Regions from separate parts of the Mus musculus genome. Here regions 1, 2, 3, 4 and 6 are each linked to region 5. The links are chromatin contacts, called in public HiCAR-type, HiChIP or PLAC-seq and promoter capture Hi-C maps. All regions are on one chromosome and are shown on one strand. Each heading gives the region's core, a stretch centred on a gene start, on an enhancer-like site or on the middle of the called end of the contact. The rest is flanking DNA. Distances are from core to core; before and after follow the strand shown.

What was found. Promoter capture Hi-C pulls out the DNA fragments that hold promoters and counts their contacts. HiCAR-type assays count read pairs that join an accessible place to other places. HiChIP or PLAC-seq counts read pairs in DNA pulled down with a chosen protein or histone mark.
Region 1: a contact with region 5 is called in a promoter capture Hi-C map of embryonic stem cells, with 9 times the contacts expected there. The contact joins the promoter of Exoc3l here to the promoter of Pdp2 in region 5. A contact is called at or near these places in 26 of 39 promoter capture datasets (the 3T3-L1 cell line, 3T3-L1-derived adipocytes, the C10 cell line and 15 more), 2 of 15 datasets of contacts at CTCF or cohesin (the NIH/3T3 cell line and embryonic stem cells), 9 of 484 Hi-C or Micro-C datasets (B cells, the G1E-ER4 cell line, the N1E-115 cell line and 5 more), 18 of 115 datasets of contacts at active chromatin or transcription factors (T-cell acute lymphoblastic leukemia, bone marrow-derived macrophages, craniofacial prominence and 8 more) and 3 of 9 other capture datasets (adipose tissue, embryonic stem cells and liver).
Region 2: a contact with region 5 is called in a promoter capture Hi-C map of pre-B cells. The contact joins the promoter of Tmem208 here to the promoter of Pdp2 in region 5. A contact is called at or near these places in 13 of 39 promoter capture datasets (the 3T3-L1 cell line, the C10 cell line, the HPC-7 cell line and 8 more), 5 of 115 datasets of contacts at active chromatin or transcription factors (cardiomyocytes, embryonic forebrain, embryonic stem cells and 2 more) and 1 of 9 other capture datasets (embryonic stem cells).
Region 3: a contact with region 5 is called in a HiCAR-type map of astrocytes, with 3 times the contacts expected there. The contact joins the enhancer-like site here to the promoter of Pdp2 in region 5. A contact is called at or near these places in 10 of 39 promoter capture datasets (the 3T3-L1 cell line, the C10 cell line, the SN4741 cell line and 5 more), 1 of 484 Hi-C or Micro-C datasets (cardiomyocytes), 8 of 115 datasets of contacts at active chromatin or transcription factors (the 230-238 cell line, astrocytes, bone marrow-derived macrophages and 4 more) and 1 of 9 other capture datasets (embryonic stem cells).
Region 4: a contact with region 5 is called in a promoter capture Hi-C map of stem cell-derived epiblast-like cells, with 4 times the contacts expected there. The contact joins the promoter of Atp6v0d1 here to the promoter of Pdp2 in region 5. A contact is called at or near these places in 2 of 39 promoter capture datasets (pre-B cells and stem cell-derived epiblast-like cells).
Region 6: an H3K27ac HiChIP or PLAC-seq map of embryonic stem cells shows a contact between it and region 5, with 6 times the contacts expected there. The contact joins the promoter of Zdhhc1 here to the promoter of Pdp2 in region 5. A contact is called at or near these places in 1 of 39 promoter capture datasets (pre-B cells) and 1 of 115 datasets of contacts at active chromatin or transcription factors (embryonic stem cells).

Annotation. Positions count from the first base shown.
Region 1 is chr8:105,294,617-105,298,248 of GRCm38.p6, forward strand. It overlaps Exoc3l (exocyst complex component 3-like), which reads right to left and starts at 1,497. Exons shown (of 14, transcript NM_177788.5): 1 at 1,290-1,497; 2 at 1,010-1,090; 3 at 644-819; 4 at 349-568. The coding sequence starts at 1,043. E2f4 (E2F transcription factor 4) reads left to right here and starts at 3,047. Exons shown (of 10, transcript NM_148952.1): 1 at 3,047-3,259. The coding sequence starts at 3,125.
Region 2 is chr8:105,324,974-105,328,472 of GRCm38.p6, forward strand. It overlaps Tmem208 (transmembrane protein 208), which reads left to right and starts at 1,404. Exons shown (of 6, transcript NM_025486.3): 1 at 1,404-1,501; 2 at 2,078-2,173; 3 at 3,197-3,256; 4 at 3,349-3,485. The coding sequence starts at 1,496. Lrrc29 (leucine rich repeat containing 29) reads right to left here and starts at 1,295. Exons shown (of 7, transcript NM_001368408.1): 1 at 1,254-1,295. The coding sequence starts at 1,277.
Region 3 is chr8:105,150,801-105,154,503 of GRCm38.p6, forward strand. No RefSeq gene overlaps it. Among named protein-coding and RNA genes, the nearest start is that of Cbfb, 18 kb to the right of the region's middle. Within about 2 kb of position 2,316, at least 112 of the 459 cell types and tissues checked have an H3K27ac peak or open chromatin away from gene starts, as enhancers often do. A contact at or near this core is called in astrocytes and liver, where this site is marked.
Region 4 is chr8:105,563,745-105,567,449 of GRCm38.p6, forward strand. It overlaps Atp6v0d1 (ATPase, H+ transporting, lysosomal V0 subunit D1), which reads right to left and starts at 2,320. Exons shown (of 8, transcript NM_013477.4): 1 at 2,039-2,320. The coding sequence starts at 2,168. Agrp (agouti related neuropeptide) reads right to left here. Exons shown (of 5, transcript NM_001271806.1): 3 at 3,616-3,705; 4 at 3,376-3,458; 5 at 2,951-3,194. The coding sequence ends at 3,012. Gm38250 (predicted gene, 38250) reads left to right here and starts at 2,436. Exons shown (of 4, transcript NR_168532.1): 1 at 2,436-2,530; 2 at 2,625-2,726.
Region 5 is chr8:104,589,679-104,593,184 of GRCm38.p6, forward strand. It overlaps Pdp2 (pyruvate dehyrogenase phosphatase catalytic subunit 2), which reads left to right and starts at 1,794. Exons shown (of 2, transcript NM_001024606.2): 1 at 1,794-1,917.
Region 6 is chr8:105,495,131-105,498,817 of GRCm38.p6, forward strand. It overlaps Zdhhc1 (zinc finger, DHHC domain containing 1), which reads right to left and starts at 1,932. Exons shown (of 14, transcript NM_175160.5): 1 at 1,680-1,932.

The DNA of each region.
Region 1 (3,632 bases), core at 247-2,746, 700 kb after region 5:
ATTTGGGGTGATGCCTGAGATTGAATTTAGGGCCTTGCACATACTAAACACATGCTCTACCAGAGCTACAGCCAACGTTCTTTCAGTAAGTAAACTACTGTGGCTATAGCCACTTCATGGAATTCCCGTGCTGACTTTAACATCCCAAGCCTGAGAAGCCCAGGATGAGGCGACTGCGCCTATTTCTCACACTCTTTGAAGCTGGGATTATTCTCTGGGATGTCCCTGGTGTCTCTCTCCATGTAATCCCTTTCCTAGTGCCCCAGCTGCTGATCAGAATGGGATTTGTGGATTCTTAGAAGCTAAAGTCCAGGGCTCTCCACCTCCGCTTTCCCCGCCCCCACTCACCTGCTTGTAGCCTTGGCAACAACCGAGTCAGGATCTGAAGTTGTTTGTGCTGGACAACACATTCCCTCAGGGGTTCCAGGGTTTGTGAGGTCCGAGACAAACCCTTTAGTAAGTGATGGGCCTGGCTCAAAGCTTCACGAGTTCCCTGCACAGCCTCGAGGGCTCGGGTCAGCTGCCACACACCAGTCTGCACACCTTCCAGGTAGGACTGCACCACTGACTGTGGAGAGAGGTAGCCGCTCCTAAGGCCTGGCCAGCCCTCCAGCCCAGTCTAACACTCCTGCTCCTCACCCACCTTAATTCTTGCTTCCAGGGAATAGTTACGCTGTATTTCACGGCTTCGGTACTGGCCCAGCCTGGTCAGCTGCTCTGGCCGGTAGAAGATGCCTGAAGCCCACTTGAGTGCTGCACCCCGAGCCAGCTGTTCGGCCCTCTCCTGCTCTGGCCACTCAGGCCTTGGGCAGGAAGATCCTGGGGTTGGTTGTGTCAGTCAGGGAGGGCCTGTGGCTAACGCACCTGCTGCTCTTCTGTTTCCTCGGGACAGCCCCACTCTTGGCAATCCTATAGAGCTCTAGCTAGACCTGACGGGAAAACCCAACCCCACTAATTCCCATTTGTCTTGACATCATCCTTCCCCAAGCCCAGCCAACGAGGCTCATACCAGGACGAAGTGTGGGCTGTATCTTGCTGTCCATAGTTTGCCTAGAGCTGCTGCCGATGTGGTAGGAGTGGGAGCGAGTGCCTGGAGGAGATCAGGCAGAGCGGATGTTCCTTGGGCTCCGCTGAGAAAGAGGAGCAGGGTCCTTGCCTACCCCCTTCAGGAAGTAAGAAGGGGATACCTGGGAGGCCTCAGTCCTCTGGCTTGGACTATGCAAATAGGCAAAACTGTAAGTCCCCTTTCCTGCTCTGTAACGCCCAGGATAGTTTGGTACAGAACTTACCAGATCTGACCGGTGTCCAGTTCTCCCTCCTCTGCAAGTGGCCTTGGCCTTGAGAGTAGCCTTCTCGCTCCTGCAGAGCTGGGCACACCCTCACTGCTCACGGGACCGGAGGGACTCCAGCTCCTTTGGCACCAGCAGCCAAATTCCTCTCCCCAAGGAAGCCTCTCTCCCACTTCACGGCCCAGAAACCCCTACTTCTCCCCCAAGGCCCCTCCTTCAAAGCAGAAAGGAAGGAAGTTGAGTCTCTGGCACTTTATTCCCAACAGGAAAAGCATCTGCATTGAGGTGGGGAGCGCTGGGCGCCATTTCCTGTTGGGTGGGGGCAGCTGTGGACTCCCCCGGTGAGCACCAAGTCTTGATCAGCCCACCTTAGACTTCTAAATACTCCGGAAACACATATGCATATTTAAAGCTGATTTGGCCTCAAGCTGGTTTGAAGGATGACCCCCTATGTGGTAGAGCCTCAGCAAACCGCAGTCGAGTCTGAGAACCACAGATGGTATATGCCTTGGTAGGGGAAAGATCACATGTGGTGAGGCAAAAGAATAGTGAGAGATGGCAGTTAGGGATCCAAAAAGCTACATTGTTCCTGTAAGTGATGGGGAGCTAGGGAGGACACTAGATATAATGGAGCACCACCCAAATCCACCCATCATAATAGACCCTCACTTCCTACTGTCAGAAGGGTTGACAGCTAAGACCTCAGGAAGACTACCCCAACTTCAGGCTCCATTATAACTAGAGCTTCCGAAGTCTGCTTTCTCACAAGTGTGAATCATCAATCAATTTGGGGAAGGCAATTTGTGTCCTAGAGGGACTGACCGTCATAAAGACATAACCATAAGTGATAACACTGTTAAAAATAAATAAGACTTGCAAGCTGGTAAGATGGCTCAGAGGCTCAGAGCACTTGCTCCTCTTGCAGAGGACAGGGCTTCAGTTCCCAGCACCTACACGGCAGCTAATAATAACTGCCTGTTAACTCTAGCTCCCAGAGATCTGACACCCTCTTCTAAACCTCCTTGAGCACCTGCACACATGTGGACAAACATAAACACATACACACACAATAATAATAATGATGATGATGATAATAATAATATAAACCTTTAAAAACTGCAAAAATAAATGAGACTTGCAAACACACAGTTCTTCCCATGTGTCAGAAAATGCCTTAAAGGCTTTGCTTATATTCACACGCAGGCAAACACCTTTGCATGGACTAAGTAGTGGTTGGAAATAAGACTCCTGGCCACTGTGAACTGTATGTAGCATGGAGGCCAGCGAAAAATGATGCTGGAACGAAATAAGAGATAGAAGTATGCAAGCTATTTATTGTTAGTGCTTGCTGTTTTGGCAGGAAGTAACAGGAACAGCAGGAATTATCTCTGAACATCAGGGAAGCCTTTAGAATAAGTTTTAAGCAAATAGGCTAAGCTTGTGGCTTATGGCTTCCCTTCCCTGGATGGAATGTTCAGGCAGTTAGTAGTCTAGAAGCAGCTTAGCAAGGAAGAGTCGGGTGGTTCTCGCTTCTCAACTGCCGGTACTGCTCACTAACTTCTTCCATTTCCTACCATACAATTTTTTCAGGTTTCCTAGCTGCCCTAAGGAGTTGTTTTGGTTTCCTTTGCTAATGATACATTTGCCGACGGTCCCCCGGAGTTTTGCGTCCGGATCAGCAGACGGGAGTTGCACCAGATACCCTGGGAAGGCGCGAGACGGAAGCGGAAGCAGCCTTGATAGCTCCGGTGGCCCGGCGACTAGGAACGGAAGCGGAAGTGGCGCCGCCGCCGGCCTCGCCTGGCCTGGCTGAGGGGAGGCGGCGGGCGGGCGCGATGGCGGAGGCCGGGCCACAGGCGCCGCCGCCCCCGGGGACTCCAAGCCGGCACGAGAAGAGTCTGGGACTTCTCACCACCAAGTTCGTGTCGCTCTTGCAGGAAGCCAAGGACGGCGTGCTTGACCTCAAGCTGGTGCGCTCCGGGCCGAGGGGGCGACTGGGGAGATGGGGGCACCAGGCCTGGACCGGGAGCGGGAAGCCAGCGGGGCGGCCCCACTGAGTCCTCCGGCCGCCATCCGTGTGCTTTCTCACCCTGATGAGAGAGGCGGGAGGTTGTTTCCATTCACCGAAGCCATTAAGCCTCAGCTCTGTCTGGGTCCCGGCTGCAGGTGCAGGCCCTCGTGGCCCTTGGCGACTAGGACAGGGAGCCGAGCATCAGAACACAGCTAAGCCAAGACTCTTCCCGACACACTCGCGGAGTGATTGGAAGGAACGCCAGGGTTGGGACATAAGACTACCTCCCATTCCAGACTAAACATCTCAGGGTGCACACTTTTTAAGAGTGG
Region 2 (3,499 bases), core at 154-2,653, 730 kb after region 5:
TTTCCCGTATGTGGGGCTCTTTCTGCAAAGTCCTTCTACAGTGACTTCACTAGCCCCGCTGTGTTTTCTCCTTTCTTCTCAGATGCTAAGTACATACGCAGTACTCACCCAGTATTTACTGGACTAAAGATAGTCCTTTGCCTCTACTTTCACCAAAGGTTTGCTCAGGGAAGGGGTGGGGGATAAAGGAGATTACTATTCAGAGGAAAATGACTAGGACCAGAGAGGAGAGACATGAGGAAGAGTATGGATGGGACTGGGATGACTAAGCCCCCATCCCTAGGGGGCTAAGAGGGAAGACTGGACTAAGAGAGTGGCTGACCTATCTTCTGAATGATCAACCCTGGGAGCCATGCTAAAGGACAACATGTCTTAATGGAAAGGATCATACATAATTCATTATCCTGAGAAATGCCTTTCTAGCACTAGAGGAGTAGAGATAGGGGTGGAGTGGTCATCCCATGAGAGCACCCCAAAAGATTACTACTACTGGTAACCCATGGGGTTTACAGGGATGAATAGATACCTTCTGGGGCCAAAAGGGAATAGGATGTCACGACTCAAGGGAAAAGGCCTGACTTCCTAGGGCAACGAGAGGGGGTTGCCAACCCTCAGGGCAAAATGGATAGAGAAGCCATTTCAAAAAAGGTGCAAGACACAAAGCCTGCATCTGTATCTCCTTGCCCCTGGCTAAAGGAACAAACACCCCATGGGGTTGAATAATACAGGGGCAGCCATCACTAGGGGTCTAGAATGAGGAGCAGGCTTGTCTTACATTAAGGACATTGGGTATGGTCCCCAGAACTAGGGGGCGGGAGCAGTCTATTTCCAACTGCGAGGACGGTGGGGGAGGGGTGGAGGAAATGGAACGACCATTCCAAGGGGCCAATGGGGATAAAATTGATTACCCTTCAGGGACGGTGGAGCGGACATCTTCTAGAACTGAGGGGGAGGGAACGGCCATCTCAAGGGAAAGGGATGGGCAGTGAGTCCGTCCTCATTGAGGTGACAGAGCAGCCATCTTCTGGGGCCAATGGGTAAAGAGGGAATGGTATCCCAACCGAAGGGGTCGAAGTGGCCCCAAAGAGGACCGTTACCCAGAGTTTTCAGGTCGTGGGATCCGCCGGGCGGCTCGTTTCCGCCTGGCGGGAGGTGCCGGGCGAGCTGTCAGATAGCCTTTCCCCAAAGCTCGGGACCCCGAAGGCGGGGCCTGTCCCCGACCAAGGCCTGAAGGACCGCTCGCTTCCTCTCACCTCCAGAGGCAGCGAGTCCGCCATCGCAGTTCTGCCGTCTCCGCCCCCACGCAAGGTTTTCTGGGAAGTGTAGTCCCACCGACTCAGGGGGCGGGGCTTCGGAAGGAAATGAAATCCACTTCCGCCCAGGAGCGAACGATTGCGCTCTTTACCGGAAGTGCATGTGCTGCCGATGTGGTGTCTACTGACTGCAGTTCCAGTTACTCGCCCTTGTTTCAGTGGCTGGGTGTCTGCTGCGCACCATGGCGGTAAGGGACAAGGCGTGGTCTGCACCGGCAAAGCTTTCCCGATGTTGGGAAAGTAAAAACAGAAGGGCTCGAAGGCATAAGGCACTGGGCCAGAGAGGGGCGCCACCCAATGGACTGTGCTAGACCGAACGGGATGCGGGGAGAGTGGCCGTGCAGGACTACACCAGGACTAGTGTTGGAGGCTAGGGCGGGCGCGGGCGAGGGTAGTTGCCAGTTCCAGATCTAAACCACTACCCCAGAGGGACGCCATTAAGTTCCGCTGGAGTTTTCCCGGAGAGGATCTCAACCCAAAGCTGAACCTTACGAGGAAAGCCAAAGAAGATACTAACGTAATTTGAATTGTTTTGGGGTGAGCATTAGGCGATCATAACTGGGGGTACAGTAAAGTCGGTGTCCTAACTATATTAGGAAGATGGACTAGAGGAGTGGTCGGTATCTCAGGGATTGCTAGGGTTGACAAAGCACGCTAAGGACTTGGCTGCGGGGTAGATAAAGCTGCAGGTAACCAGGCTGGTACAGGGAGTGAGGAGGACTGAGGCAAAACAGCTCTGACAGCATCTCACCAACCCTCCGCAGCCCAAAGGAAAAGTGGGTACCAGAGGGAAGAAACAGATATTTGAAGAGAACAAAGAAACTCTCAAGTTTTACCTTCGGATCATACTGGGAGCCAACGTAAGTTGCTTGCCTTGTGCTTTCTCTGCCCTCTCATTCCTATCTGATTAGGAGCGCTGGCAAATGACAGCCAAGGCTCCAAAAGAGAACGTTGTAAAGAAATGAAGCCAGGCAGACACCAGCCTGTAATCCCTGCACCAGGGAGGCTCAGGCAGAAAGATGGGCGGTTTGAAGTTAGCTTTGAGTAACAAAGAAATCCTATCTCAAAAAAAAAAATTAAAAATAAAAATAAAAAGGGGTGATGGGGTTAATAAGTGAAGCTGGCCATAGTGGCATATAACTGTATTTCTAGCTATTTGGAAGACTGAGGTCAGAGTGTTGAGTGGTAACCAGAGCCCCACAGAAAGACTGAAGTCTCATTCGAGAGAGTGAGAGCAGGTGTAGCGCCGTGGTGGAGCCCTTGGCTAGGCTCTGCCAGCATCGCCAGCAAACACTGCCCTCCTCCCCCCAAAGTATCCAGGGACTGAGTGGTCAGAGCACTTGTCGCTCTTACAGAGGACCTCGGTTCCACTCCAGGGGCACCACATGGTAGCTCGAAACCTTCTCATTGAGTGGATCCAATGCCCTCTTGTGACCTCTATGGTACCAGGCACAGCGTCAGGCACATGGTGCACATAGATACATTGCAGGCAAAAACACTCATACATGTAAAATGTATTTTAATTTTAAACCATTTAAAAAAAAAAAGTAGCCAGGCACAGAAGAAATATGAACTAGACATAGAAGCAAAACATGAAGAAATGAAGGGGAAACAAAGCAAAACAACAATAAATAAATAAAAAGTCCCAGCTGAGATTTGTTATACTGAGGCCATACCAAGCTTATACATGTTATACTAAGGCTACTCTTCCTGGACAGATATGAGTCTAAGCGCTATCTGACTCAGAAAGCAGAGGTCTTCCACCACCAGGTTTCTTCCTCCTAGTCTGGCCCAGTTCTCGGTCAGAGTTGAGGAAAGCCCATAATTTGCGGGGTGGGGGGCTGGCCTTCAGCCCTAACCTGATCGTGTTTGTGTGCTTGCAGGCCATCTACTGCCTTGTAACCTTGGTCTTCTTCTATTCCTCTGCCTCATTCTGGGCCTGGGTAAGTATCCTGGGAAAGGAGTGTGCACGCGCGCGCCCGTGCATGAATGGTCAGTGGTGCCAGCCTGTGACATTCTCACTCTTGTCCTACAGATGGCCCTGGGCTTTAGCTTGGCCGTGTACGGGGCCAGCTACCACTCTATGAGCTCGATGGCTCGGGCATCCTTCTCTGAGGATGGGTCCTTGATGGATGGTGGCATGGACCTCAACATGGAGCAGGGCATGGCAGAGTGAGTGTCCCCCA
Region 3 (3,703 bases), core at 1,066-3,565, 560 kb after region 5:
AGCGCTCTCTCTCTCCACCACGTGGGTTCCAGGAATCAAACAAAAGTCATAAGTTCTGGAAACAAGCCCCTTTATCCACTGAGCTACCTCTGCAGTCACCCGCTTTCTTTTTTAAAAATTTGGTTTAATTTTTTTAAATCTATGTGTACATATCTATGTCTATGCCGCGTATGTGTGGCTGCCCACGGAAGCCAGAGGAAGATGTCAGATCTCCTGGAGCTAGAGTTACAAGTGATTGTGAGCTACCTGACTGGGGTGCTGGGAAGAGCAGCAAGTGCTCAAATGGTCTGCTGAGTCATGTCTCCGCTCCCCAGACTTCTACTTTCTGTCTTTGTGAATTTGATTCCTTTAGGCACCTTATAGTTACAGCCGAGATTCATATTTTTGTCCTTTCATGCCTAGCATAATACCTAAAAGGTCCACCGTATTGTTGAATGTAGCAATTTTGTTCTGTTTCAAAGCTGAAAACCATGTGTGATATATCTATAACTATATCTATATCTATATTTATATCTAGCGATCAATCAATAGATATTTAGATTCCATTAGATATTTGAGTTGTTAGAGGAAAAAAAGAGTTGAGTTGTTTCCACCTCTTGGTTACTGTGACAAACACAGCCACACTTGTGTAACACTCCACTGTAACAGAAAGTAGACTGATACATCCTCTAAGAAAGTAATTTCATTGACTCAGTTCAGACTCCCCTGTGCTTTCTCAGGGAGGCCAGACACTTGAAGGTTCTGCATTTGTTTCAACTAGGTCCATTTTTAGCAAGAGCCCTGCCAAGTCAATTTAACCAGAGGATCCACACCCCACCCCCACTTCCACCCCCACCCCCGACTCAATAGCTCATAACTAATGGAGGCCCCTCATCCTACACATCCTCCAGGAGATGTCTGAGCACCTGGACCTGTCCTCAGCCAAACTTTTTAGATAATCGGGCTGAAGAGATGATTCAGCATTTAAAAGCACTGGCTGCCAAGCCAGAAGACCCTAAGGTTGATTTCCAGCACACCCATCTCTGCTTCCAGTTCCTTCAGCACGCCCTCTTCTGGCCTCTGCAAGAACCAAGGAGCGCACAGACACATGCAGGCAAGACACTCACACACACACAAAATAAATGTACATTGTTTTGAAGAATTGTTAGATACCTTTAGCCAGAACCTCTAATACTTCTTGTTAATATTTTTTCACCCGCTCACCACACTGCTGTTAACTATAAATTTCCACTTAACCTATGTTATATTGGAATTTGAGCCTAATTTCTCCCTTCTCCCGCTGTAAAATCCCATTGCAAAAGTCCTATATTTATTTCTGTGACCTTGAATGAAGCCTGCCTGCCTTCTCTGAGCTTTAATTTTTTTTTAATTTATTCTATTTTTTAAAGGTTTATGTATTTAAATTTTTATGTATATGAGTGTTTGCCTGCATGTGTATGCAGCATGTGTGACTTCAGAAGAGGGCATCGGATCACTGAAACTGCAATTACAGATGTTTGCAGCCACCATGTGGGTGCTGGGGATTAAACCTGCGTCCTCTGCAAGAGAAAAAACGTGCCCTTAAGCATTGAGCCACCTCTCCAGCACCTATTATTTATCCTGTTCTTCACATAGGGTCTCATATTGTAATCCAATATGAGAGCGCTGGGTCTGGCCTTGAACTCTTAACAATCCGGCCTCCAAGGTGCGGGATTGCACACCTGAGTCTCTACTCGCAACTTTATTTTCTCTTTCAATATTCCTCTGTAGGCCTGTTCACCTAGGCCTAAAGAAGGGTGTTTATCCTCCAAATTAGAGGAAGTACCGCTGAGCGCATAAATAAGAGCTCAGACTCCAACCTGGCTGTGGCTGACAGAATAATAAAGGCTCCGGGAAACTCTAGGACCTTCGACCTCCCCTGGGGTTCCAGCATAGAATACCAATGGGCAACCTGGAAGGGAGCCAGGTGGATAGCTGGCTCCTTACTCTCCTCATCCCTCCAAGAAGGTGCAGTCTTCCACCAGCCCCTTCCCACACCGCACACTCTGCCTACGTTCTCTTGTCTCTTTACCTTTGCTGGCCAACCCCGGAGGGGTGGTGAACCCTTTACAGATACAAGCCACCGCCTCCGCTCGAAGGCATTTCCAAAGCCCAACTTGGGGCTGGAGCCTGGCTTCTGGCTTCCGGCTCTGGAGGCAGCGCCCCCTTTTTCTCCGACACCTTTACACTCAAAGGAGCAATTAACAGCCAAGCAGGCTGGGAAAGGACCAATTAGTGTTCCACCAGTCCCGCTGACCGCTGGCCCCGCAGCACCGCAACTGACTCCTCCTCTCGCATCAGGCTCCGGCAATCAGGAGCGGATCTTAGCCTTCACGGCACACCGACAGTGCCAGCTGCCTGGGAGCTCCGAGGGACCAGCCATCTGGCCTCATGCCAACTGCAGTGATGGATCCGGTCGCTGGCTACTGTCCAGAGCCAGAGCGGACTCCAGGGCGCCTGGGCCTGGAACTTAACAGCGGCTGACTGGTGGCAGAGCAAGAGGGTTGGACGCCACTGGGAGGACTCCTTAGCCTCCCACCTCTTGTGCCTTGGAGCCAGTCATCAATTCATCCTGCAGCAGCTAGAACACTGGGACCATACAACCACAGTCCTAGAATTGCCACTGAGACACCTGGTGTATTCTAGCTTTTTCAGGACCCTCATCATTTCTCTGGGTCTGGGTTAGCAGTGTGCAAATCAGTTCCCTGATGGTGACCATGGCAGAACCAGGCTTTGAAAACCCACAGTACGTTCTTGTTCTTGCTCTTCCTGCAGTAAAGAAGGCAGAAAGGAGCTCAATCAAGGTCTTCAACACTACTAAATGAATGTATAGACTTCCTTCCCTAGGTCCTTTGCCCTGAATATATATACGTATACGTATATATACATTTGTGTGTGTGTGGTGTATATATATATATATATCACATATATATAATAGGGCTAAAGAATGGCCCAGCAGTTAAGAGCACTGACTGCTGTCCCGAAGGTCCTGAGTTCAAATCCCAGCAGCCACATAGTGGCTCACAACCGTCTGTAATGAGATCTGATGCCCTCTTCTGGTGTGTCTGAAGACAGCTACAGTGCACTTACATATAATAAATAAATTAAATCTTTAAAAAATAAAAATTAAATATATTTGTATGTATTTATATACATTATATTATATAACATATGTAAAGTATTAATATATTATCTTAAAATATATATTTTATACATTGTATATTGTATAAATATATATTTGAATATATTCATATGTATTTTAAAGCATATATTAAATTATATATATTGGAATTTGGGATCAGACTTTGCCTCCAGGGGTCTGCAGGTTCCAGGAGTTTTAGCTTAGACCCTAACCTAGTAAAAAGCCCTGAGATGCAAGGAAGCACCAGGTAAAGAGGAGCTGGGAAAAGGAGCAGTGGCGGCTGGTATGGAGCGCCAAACACATCAGGGTCCTTCTAACATGACCTTTGCAACTGCTGTTGGACACACTGGAGCCCTATAATGATGGAGCCAATGCCTAGGACATACAATGGTAGGAGCTGAAAGTCCTCAAAGAAAGAGTGGGAAAGGATTCAGGAGGAAAGGTGGGTTAGCTGGAGAGAATGCTGGGCAGCACTTCTCTTTCCCTATAGGTTCTACAAGGGCCTGGGCAGGAGGGGCTGAGGCCTGGCCGCAGTGGTCTTTT
Region 4 (3,705 bases), core at 1,070-3,569, 970 kb after region 5:
TCCACAAGGAGGCCCACTGCTAAACAGTTCATCAGGAAGAATACCCTAGTGTGACTATTGCCAATGATGGGGTGTCTGCTGGGAAGACAGAAACACAAGCACCCAGAAATTCAACAGTGGAACTGGCAGCAGCTGGAGTAAGAAATGCCAGAAGCCAGAAAAGGCAACAGTGTCCACCCCTAGATTTATCCAAGTAAGGAGCTTCCTCAAAGAACAAAACTAAACACTAAATTCCTTGTAACAGGAAAAAAAAAATCTCCCAAGTCCCAGTTGATCCACAGAGCTCACACTGAGTGCCAAGCACAGTGTTAAGCCCCGCCCCAGGCAGCCAGGCAGCCTACTTCTCCTCTTCCCACAGTCACATCTAAACCTTTGGGGCTGGCTCCCACAGCCCAACATCTTGAACCTCTCCTTCCTTGCTTCCACTCATATGATAAAGGTGAACAATTTTTTCTTGCAGGTTAACATAAAAATCATAAAATCTACTACTGCTCTTTAACTTTAGTAAGTTTCCTATTTTAACATTATTTTTCACTTGACGGGACTAGTTTTCAAGGTAAACATTAACTGTATGAGCCCAACTTAACATCAGAAGTATTTGATAAGAAGTTTCTACATTGGGTGAATCACCCAGCCTCTTCCAGCTACAAGCCCCTTTCTTCAAAGGAATCCTTTAGGACTCAGAGATGGGAACTCATGTCTCTGTCCTTTACTACCATGTGCGTGGAGGGTCTAGAATTAGGGACATCTCTAGCTTAGTACATCTGCTACAGTTGAGCCATCTAACTTTAGATCAGTGGTTCTCAACCTTCCTAAAGCTGCAACCCTTTAAAACACCTTATGTTGTGGTGACCCCCAACTATAAAAATTATTTTCATTGCTGCTTCACAACTGTAATTTTGCTACTGTTGTTAACCATAAATATTTGTGGTTTTCAATGGTCTTAGGTGACCCTTATGACCGTCAAAGGGATGGTGACCCACAAGTTGGAAACTGTTGCTTTAGATTTATGTGTTAAGAAAGAGGAACTTGGGGGCTGGCGAGATGGCTCAACGGTTAAGAGAACCGATTGCTCTTCTGAAGGTCCTGAGTTCAAATCCCAGCAACTACATGGTGGCTCACAACCATCCGTAAAGAGATCTGATGCCCTCTTCTGGTGTATCTGAAGACAGGTACAGTGTACTTACATATAACAATAAATAAATCTTAAAAAAAAAAAAAAGGAAAAGAAAGAAAGAGGAACTTAGCTTTCTGTCACTCTTGTGTAAGAAACTGGTGCCCTGCCGGGCGTGGTGGTGTGCGCCTTTAATCCCAGCACTTGGCAGGTGAATTTCTGAGTTTGAGGCCAGCTTGGTCTACAGAGTGAGTTCCAAGACAGCCAGGGCTACACAGAGAAACCCTGTCTCGAAAAACCAAGAAAGAAAGAAAGAAACAAACAAACAAACTGGTGCCCCAACAGTGCTGGGGTGGGGTGTGAATGCAGGTTGGGGCCAAATACTTGTACGTGAATTTCTGATTTACAGAGCCACCTCTTGCTTTTCCAAACAGTCTTGAAGACTCTACACAGCCAGCGGTTCAGAGCTGGGAGGAACCTCTCGCTAAACTGGCTTAGCAATTCCCCAGGACGACCCAACCCTCAGACCAACACCACCAAGACACAACGATTCTAAAGCCCTTGGGGGAGGAGAGAAGCCTTTTCCATCTAACTTCCCTAGGCACTGCCACCCAACAGGCCTAGGGTTGGGCCAGGGGGAAGAAGCTTGGAGGCGCACTCGTCGCGCCGGCTAACCAATCCTCGGGGACCCGTCCTTCTAAATTATAGGACTAGCTCGACGAGGTTAGAGGCAACCCGAGCCCAGGTAAACCACTGCGGTTCTTGAAGGCTTGTTTACGTCTGGGCCCCCGCGCAGAGCCGCAGCTAGAGGCAGACTCCTTCCTGACATGCCCACCATCAATCAGCTCGCGGGTTCCCAGAGGCCTCGCGTGCCCTTCCCGGCTCAGGGAGGCCCCCCTCAGACAGCCCGGACCCGCGGCTCACCCTCGAGCGTCTCGCACTGCACCAGGTTGAGGTAGTCCGCCTGGCTGAGCACCCCGGCCTTCAGGCCGCGCACTAATCCCTCCAAGTAGCCATTGTCCACGTTGAAATAGAGCTCCGGGAAGAACGACATGGCTGCGGCGGGGGTGGGAGGCGGCAGGGGAGGCGGGGGGCGGCGGGACCAGAGAGCCCCGATCTGCCCGCACGCAACTAGACTCCCCGGATCAGCTGACGCGGCGGCCGCAGCGGGCTGTCAAGTGCGTCAGGTGACGCACCGCGTCTCACGTGACCGCAGTAGGGCCTGGCTCTTAAATGGCTCCAGTTTCCGGGCACCCTGGCACGCATGCGTTACTCTGGAGTGCCCGACCGGCTATAACTGCCCTCCCGGCGCCTGCGCACTAAGGAAAGGCGGCCCTGGAGCGCCTAGCGGAGAGCAAAGAAAGGTCGATGATGGAAATCGACCGCGTGGTGGTGCTAATACCCTCAGGATGCGAGGTGGGCCCTAAGTTGAGTTTTCCTGGGTTTGGCGCTTCTGTCTGGCTTCATTAGGGCCAGCCGGGTAAAGCTGAGCGGGTGTGCTATTCCTTAGGCTGTCGAGGCTGTCTCCTACCAGACAGAAACCGAGGTCCAAGGAAGAGGAGGGGAGAGTTTCGGAGCCAAATGGTTATCCTCCAACTAGACTTTACACCCGGTAAGCCGCACTGCGCCCGCTTTCCCGGCGTTTGTTGCACTAGTTCTCTAGGACCGGGGTGTGGCCTTCTGATTTCCCCAAGGGGCCTGGTGCCTTAAACTCGCCCATATATGTGGTTCAGATGATGGTGTAGCTTAGACCCCGAGGTTATGGTGTGTGTGGTTCCAGCATGACGACGCCCCGACAACCCTTCGACAGCCACGTTTGAAATAACCACAGCTTTAAGGTTAAACCGTCCCATCCTTTATTCTCATCCCCTGCCTTTGCCCAAACAACATCCATTGGCTAGGTGCGACTACAGAGGTTCGTGGCCGTACCCAGCTTGCGGCAGTAGCAAAAGGCATTGAAGAAGCGGCAGTAGCACGTAGCGCACGGGTCGCAGCAAGGTACCTGCTGTCCCAAGCAGGACTCGTGCAGCCTTACACAGCGACGCGGAGAACGAGACTCGCGGTTCTGTGGATCTAGCACCTGCATTCGTAGGGGAATAAGGTTCAGGAAACTCTCAAACCCCGACCCCAGTAGGGTGGCAGTGGACTGAGGTCAGGGAGGGGCTGCAGTTCTGCCCAGGTTGGGTAATCCGGAAGTGGGGAGAGATGATGGTATCTGATGCGCCCTACCTTCTACTTTATCCCTTTCCCTAATGAGTTACCTCCGCCAAAGCTTCTGCCTTCTGCAGCAGAACTTCTTCTGCTCGGTCTGCAGTTGTCTTCTTGAGGCCATTCAGACTTAGACCTGGGGCAGAAGATGTGAGGGCCACACCCACCATGCACCAAGTACCCACCTCCCTAGGTTGGGATTGGGATTGGGGAAGGAGGTCTAAGCCTGGGCGGGCAGGTCTGTGGCCAGCAATGGTCGTTGCCCCACATATCCCCAACCTGACCATACTCACCTGGGAACTCTGGGAACAGAGCCTGGTCAGGCCTTCTGATGCCCTTCAGTGGAGCCACGCCCATCTGGACCCCCAGTGTGGGAGGCAGTG
Region 5 (3,506 bases), core at 544-3,043:
GGAGGCGTATGAGAGTTTGGAGGGAGGAAAAGGAAGGGAGAAATGTTGATTATATTCATTTCAAACTGCAGCAGCGACTTCCTGTCCCTGTTCTGAAGGATAACCTTCTATGCAATCAGATAAAGTATTTGTAAAACAAACTAAAAGTACAGCACAGTAAAGCATGCCTCTTTGTTCTCTCCTGCCCATTTACTTACTTGGTTTTTAGTATGGGCCTGAAAGAGACCCCACAGTGTCCAGAAGAAACTTAGTACAAATTCTGATTTACAACTTCCAGACAGGGTGCAGACCTATATAACACCCTCAGGGCTACTTCTGAGGCTGAGGCAGGAGGACATAAGTTCAAGATTGACTTTGACAACTTAGTGAGAATCTGTCTCAAGGCATAAAAAGGGGAAGGGGTAGGGTAGGATGGGAGGGGAGAGGGGGACAGGGTAGAGTAACGAAGATCTATCTATGATAGTGTTTGATAGTATTCAGGAGGCTCTAGGTTCAATCCTCAGTATCACAAAACCAAAGCAAAACCCAGAACAAAAACAGGGATTTAGCAAACGCCTTTAATCCCAGAATTTGGGAGGCAGAAGTAGGTGGATCTTTGTACATTGGAGACCAGCCGGTTCTACATAGCTAGTTCTAGACCAGCTAGGGCTACCTAGTGAGATGCTACCTCAAAAACACAAATAAAACAAAACACTCCCAAGCAACCACCTCCTTGAGAGGCCTGAGGCCCAGTAAGGGGACACATCACAGAAATACAGCAGGAACACTTTTACCTCAGACGTGACTTTGGGTAAACCAGCTTGCCTTTCTTTCCAGAGACAGCACTCTCAGACCTTTCTGCTATCTCTTATCTCTCTTTGACTTCAAGAAAGGACTCTACTGACTCACACATTATAAGGTGAAGACCAGACTCAGCTATTGTTAGGACCAGAAGGCAAGGAGGGAAAGCTCTGGACCTCTCTGGTTCTGGCTCTCCCAAGCTACCAACAAGTAAAGGTGCGGCTAACATCACTTGTCGCTAAGAGGCCAATGTAATTGAGAATTCAAAATGGTGGTTAGTAAGGAGCCAATGAACTCTTTAGATCAGAAATGTGAGTATTAGAAGGTTCCTTCTAGCTGTTTGTAAAGGAAGGAAAATCGGTTGGGACTAAGTGTAATTTGGAAGTAGGGGGCCTTAAAGGCTTTGGAGTCTGGCATTGGCAAATGGATGGGTGGGAAGGGACTTAGGAGGTGGGAATGACAGGATTAAAGTGTGTGACAGTAAGGGAAGCATCAAATTGACCCTGGTGTTTGGACTTGGGTCTTCTGGGGCCGGCGAAGCCATTGCTGGTTTAGGAAGAAAAGCAGGTTTGACTGGAAGATAAGGTCAGGGCAAGTAGAACCTAGAGTGTCCATAAAGCCTTCAAGATAGGTGTCCAAAGATAATAAAGATGTGGCACTTTGGAGAGAGGCTTGGAGGGAACGGAACAAAACCCGGGAGGAATCTATGTGAGAATGAACTGTAAAGAACTGGAGAGGTCTCTTGGTTCTGGCTTTGCAGGGTGTGGTGATAAGGGAAGCTTGGGGAAGAGCCCCACGTGACGACCTACTGGCGCAGCGGCTGCACAAAAGCCACGGGTAACCCCAGGGGGTAGAGTGCAGGGTGGCCCCTCCCGGCCCCGCCCCTCTGCCTTCCTTTTGCCCTCCTCATCCATTGGGTAATCTCAATGTCCGTCAAGGGCCCGCCTCCAAGGATAAGCCAATCAGGAATGGCGGGAGGGATATTTCTTTTGGTGCTGGTTCCTCGACTGGGGGCCTCTCCAGGGAAGTAAAACCCAGTCGCAGCAACCGCGGAACTGTGCTCAGGACCAGAGTGAGCCGAGAGGATCCGCCGAGTGCCAGCGGCGCCAGCTGGGGAGGAGAGGACGAGGATACGAGGTAAGGAAGGGGACGATTCGGGGTGCGGACGCCTTCCCTAGCCTAGTTTACGGGTACCTCAGGTGATGGGGCGGAGAGGGGGATGAGGTGAGAGGGCGGGACGAGCTGGCCCCTGGTCATGGTCACCCCACTCGCGCGCACGCGCCACGTGGGCCCGCGCACTGGTGGAGGAGACGACTGCTTAGCCGGTTCTCTGCACCAGCTTCCTTAGTACTGGAGCACCGGTGAGCTGGACGTCGCAACTGGATTCTTACACCTTGGAAAGCCAAGGCTCAGCCACTAAACGGGGGCTGGGATTTCTTAGAGCCTTGCGGTCCAGCCAAGAAATCAAGAGACTTGGTTTCTTTAGGGGTGCTAAATTCTTTCTGTCCCATTGGAGGCGAATGGTTTTCATTGCGCACAGCTGCCTGTCCTTTCTGCAGGGTCAAGGGGCGTCTGAGGCCATCTGCCCCTGTCCGACCTCATCTGTCCCAAGTTCAGCGGGATGGGTATTGGCTTTGGGAAATCGGTTTGACAGTGCGTTTATACCCTTTGACCTACTGGTTTTGGAAATAAGTAAGGGAAAGGTGACTGCAAATGCCATGTAATTTGGTACCAGGTTAGTGGAAACAAGCTCCAAGTCACCAGTAGTTGTGAATGTTTATGCCAAAAACCATAAATAGTACTATCACTGAAAACATTGCCTTTAATAGGAAATCATGTTCACAGTAGTTGGCCCAATGATATAAAAATCTGTACAGAATGTATCCCAAGGACAAAAATAGTGGCTCCCTCCTTTTGTTGATTTTTGAGACAGTTTCTCTGTGTACCTGGTCTCAAATTCTGCCTGCCTTTTCCTTCTAAGTGCTGGGATTAAAGGCGTGCACCCACACTCCCAGTTTCAACCCCCCCCCCCCATTCCCATGGGCTTACTTTGTCAAGCAAAGTAACAGTCTGCAATGTAGATCAGGCTGGCTTTGAACTCACAGATCAGCTTGCCTCTTCACCTTTGCTTCCGGAATTCTGGAATTAAAGGCGTGATAGCACTGTGACGGCTCAGAAGTGTCGTATTTTATTAAGTCTTTACAGAACGTTGTGAAATCTTGACATGGTGCACACACTTTTAATCTCATGAGGTATTGAGAACGTCAGAGCAGGCAGATCTCTGATTTTGAGGACAGCTTGACCTACACAGTGAATTTCATGCTGGCCAGGGTGACAAAGTAAGACCTTGTCTCAAAACAAAACAACAATGACCAATACAAATTACACAGGAATTCTGTGAGACCAGCAACTGATGGCTAATTCTAGCTACCCTGGAATCTGAGGCAGGAGGATCTAAAGTTCAAGGCTAAGTGTGAAAGAGGGCTGGGGATGTAGCTCAGTGGTAGATCAAATAGAAGAGACCTTGTGTTCAGTCCCCAGTGATGAATAAAACAACAATAATAAAACAAAACCTAACCACGTATTGCCGGTGAGACACAGTATGCTAAGTAGCTAGAGTCAGTGGGGCTTCAAAAACACCATATCGAGATAATATTGATGATATTTATATATAATATATTAATGTAATATATATAATGTATACCAGGTACAGGCCTGGACTCAGG
Region 6 (3,687 bases), core at 682-3,181, 910 kb after region 5:
AGAGCACATTGGTTTAAGTGCAGAGAGTCACTTATAAAAGACTTCTAGGGCAAGTACAGTGTTTATTAAAACTCCCCACAGGTGCCAGGAAAATCTGTGTTCTTAAACAGTCTAAGTAGCTACGGTTCAACTGAGGGATACATATCACATCACTTCCAGAAAATAAGCTAGAGCTTAAAGCTGTTCTCAAAGGCCTCTCTGGTCTTTGGTCTCAGATAATGCGGCTGGGCCTTTACTCTCTCTCTCTCATAAACAATATGCTGAAGTCAGTTGCTATGGCAAGAGAAACTTGAAATGGTTCCTGAGTTGACATGCTGCGCAAACATTTCCATATTGTTCTCCTCCGCAGCAGCCACCACAAACACTGGGATACAAGTCCAGGAAGAGTAACAGAGGGCAGCAGGGACCAGAAACCAAATCAAGGGAAGGAGGCAAGGGTTGCTGACTTCTAACCAGGAAATCAACTGGTGATTGTAGGAGCCAGCCTCGGGGAACACCCACCAAGAAAAGTCATTAAGAACAAAGGGTGACAGAACAAAGTAAGAAAAACAATAGGGGGAGAAAAATCTAGGCTAATTAAACACCACAGCTGCTTTTATTACATCTCCTGGTGATTATCTGTATACAGCTGGTCTCCCACAACCAAAACATCAGCTCCACAAAAGGAGTGACCACCCTCATCTAACCTAGCTCGCCCTTGGTAAAGGAAGTGAAGCCACCCACTTCTTACCAGCTCTGCTACCCTAAGATCACTGAGCCCTTATGCTGTTTCCATAATAACAGCCGTTGCTGCCACTTAGAAGGCACTTATTCTACGCCAGGCGCTGCTTGAAGCGCTTACACAGAAATTCACTTAATTCAATACTCTGAGGTAGCCCTATGATTTCAAACTGTTCCCACAGATCTCTAGTCCTTGGTCTCATATGTGGCCTCCCCCATCCACCCCACCTCCACGATCCCCTGTTACTTTGTCTCATGACACGTGACACGAGAACATGACAACAACACTCCGTATGCACAGATGAGGACCGGGAGAGATTTGTGGGTTCCAGGAGGCTCGGCTACACTCGCTGCACTATGGTAATCTTCAAATGATTTCTGCTCAGCAGACAGAGAGGATAAAGCCCTTTTGAAAATTTGAAACTCATTAAACGCTTCAGGGACTCCCTTCACGTTCTGGGATAAAAGTTGAAAACCCTCACTTTAGGAACTACCCTAGCATTTCCGTCCCATACTATACTAATGCTCTGCTACCTGGACTTTTTTGTTCGCTTTTCCCTCTTTCAGAAACACCCTTCCCCTAGTCGCAATTCCGGCTCCTTCCCAGCCTCCGTGTTTAAGCATCACCTTTAGGGCCCACCCGAACCCTTAATGAGACCTGAAATTACTCTAGTCACGTGTCTGGCGCCTGTTTCCCCAACCCATCACTTAATTCTCTGTGGGTTGCGAAGGCTGAAGGCTCGGAGGCCCGACGCATGGCACATTGCCTGGCGATCGGTGGGCGCTCAGTGCGGATCTATGGCCCTGATTAATGATAAAAGGAAGTCCCGCGCTCCACTGGGTCGGCGAAACCCAGCAGCAGGCCGAGACAGGCCCAGAGTCCCGCCAGGCACCGGCGCAGCGCGGGCCGGTGGCTCAGGCCAAGCTCGGAGGTGAGAAACGCTGCAGCCGCTCCTCACCTGCGCGTGGTGGCAGCCGCGCCAGATGCGGCCTGCCAAGGTCAGCCAGCGGCTCGGCCCCGCCCTGCCCGTCCACCCTCCCCAGGGCGGCCGCACTTCAGACCGTCCGGGCAAAGTCGGTCCCCCGGACACGGAGGAGACGCGTCCCGGAGCGCGGCTCCATCCCGGACGGAGGTTGGGCCTCAGAGTCCTTCCGCCTTAGCAAGGACCCGCTGGCAGTGCAGCCGTGCCAGGCCAAGGCAGGCTGGGCCTTGCCCGGCGCGGGGCCCGTTCCCCTGGCAACAGCGCGAACTACGGCGCCCCACAGCGGCCAAACCGCGCTGCGTCACTTCGCAGGAGCATCGTGGCTCTGGGCGGAGTTTGCCAAGTGCCCCCTGACTCTAAAGCATGCCCACTCTCATTTTCCCCCATAACCTTTCACAGGGAAAATACACTCTCTTCCACCTCCCATCTACAATTTGTCTTCCAAGAATCCTACTCTCCTCAAAACGTGTCATGTATCTAGTTTCTCCTCTAAATCACTCTTGGGAAGACCCCAACTAATCTAGGGTTTTTGCTCATTTTCTTTTATTTTAAATTGTGTGTGAGTGTGTGTACATGTGCGCGCACGTGTGCATGTGTGTATTAGAAACAGGGTCACATGCTGGCCTCAAATTTGCGATTCTCCCACCTTTGCCTCCCAAATTTGCTGGAATTCTAGTAAAGATATGGCTGCTGCACTCTCAAAGTATGTGTTAAGTGCCAGGCACATCATGAGGAGCACTCAGGGATTCCTGCCCTTGAAGGAAATAACAGGTTGAAGGAGACAGACCTAAACAAATGCCTTACCCAACTGAAAATGTGAGCAACTACAATGTAAGGTGTGAAGTATAAGAATTTAGTATTGATAACACAAAATGTCTAATTTTTTTCTTCAAATGTTTTGTTTTTTGTTTTGGGGGGTTTTATTGTTTTTGTTTAGGGGTGTGATGGGGATTGAGACAGAGTAGTAGCCCTGGCTGACCTGAAACTCACTATGTAAACCAGGCTGGCCTCAAACTCACAGATCTGCCTGCCTCAGGCTCCAGAGTGTTAGAATTGAAGCATGTGCCACCACATGCTTTTTTTAAGAAAAGATTTATTTGAGGGGAGCTGAAGAGATGGATCATAGGTTAAGAGTAATGGCTGTTCCTCCAGAGGTCCTGAGTTCAATTCCCAGCAACTGCATAGGGGGTGGGGTGGGGTGTTCATAACCATTTATAATGGGATGTGATTCCCTCTCCTAGTGATATATATATATCACTCATATATATAAAATAAATAAACAAACCTTTAGAAAAAGATTTATTTGTGGGTCAGGGGGAGTCAGAGAGATGGCTCAGCAGTTAAGAGCACTAAGCACTCTTCCAAAGGACCCAGGTTCAAACCCTAGCACATGTATGACAGCTCACAACTGTCTGTAACTCCAAGATCTGACACTCTCACACAGACACACATGCAGGCAAAACACCAATGCACATTTTTTTTTTAAAGATTTATTTATTTATTATATGTAAGTACACTGTAGCTGTCTTCAGACACTCCAGAAGAGGGAGTCAGATCTTGTTACAGATGGTTGTGAGCCACCATGTGGTTGCTGGGATTTGAACTCCTGACCTTCGGAAGAGCAGTCGGGTGCTCTTACCCACTGAGCCATCTCACCAGCCCACCAATGCACATTTTAAAAAATTAAAATAAAAAGACTTGTTTGGGGGCCAGGAATGACAGCTCATGCCTTTGATCCCAGCACTCTGGAGGCAGAAGCAAGAGGATCTCTGTGAGTTTAAGTCCAACCTGGTCTATATAGTGAGTTTCAAGCCACTCAGGGCTATGTAGTTAGATTCTGTCTGGAAAAAGACAATTATTATTATTACTATTTATTATATGTGTTTGTGTCTGTACTCCATGGAGCCAAAGATGTCAGGGCCTGTTGGAGCTGGAATTACAGGTGATTGTGCTGGGTGCTGGGAGCCAAACACAAGTCCTCTAC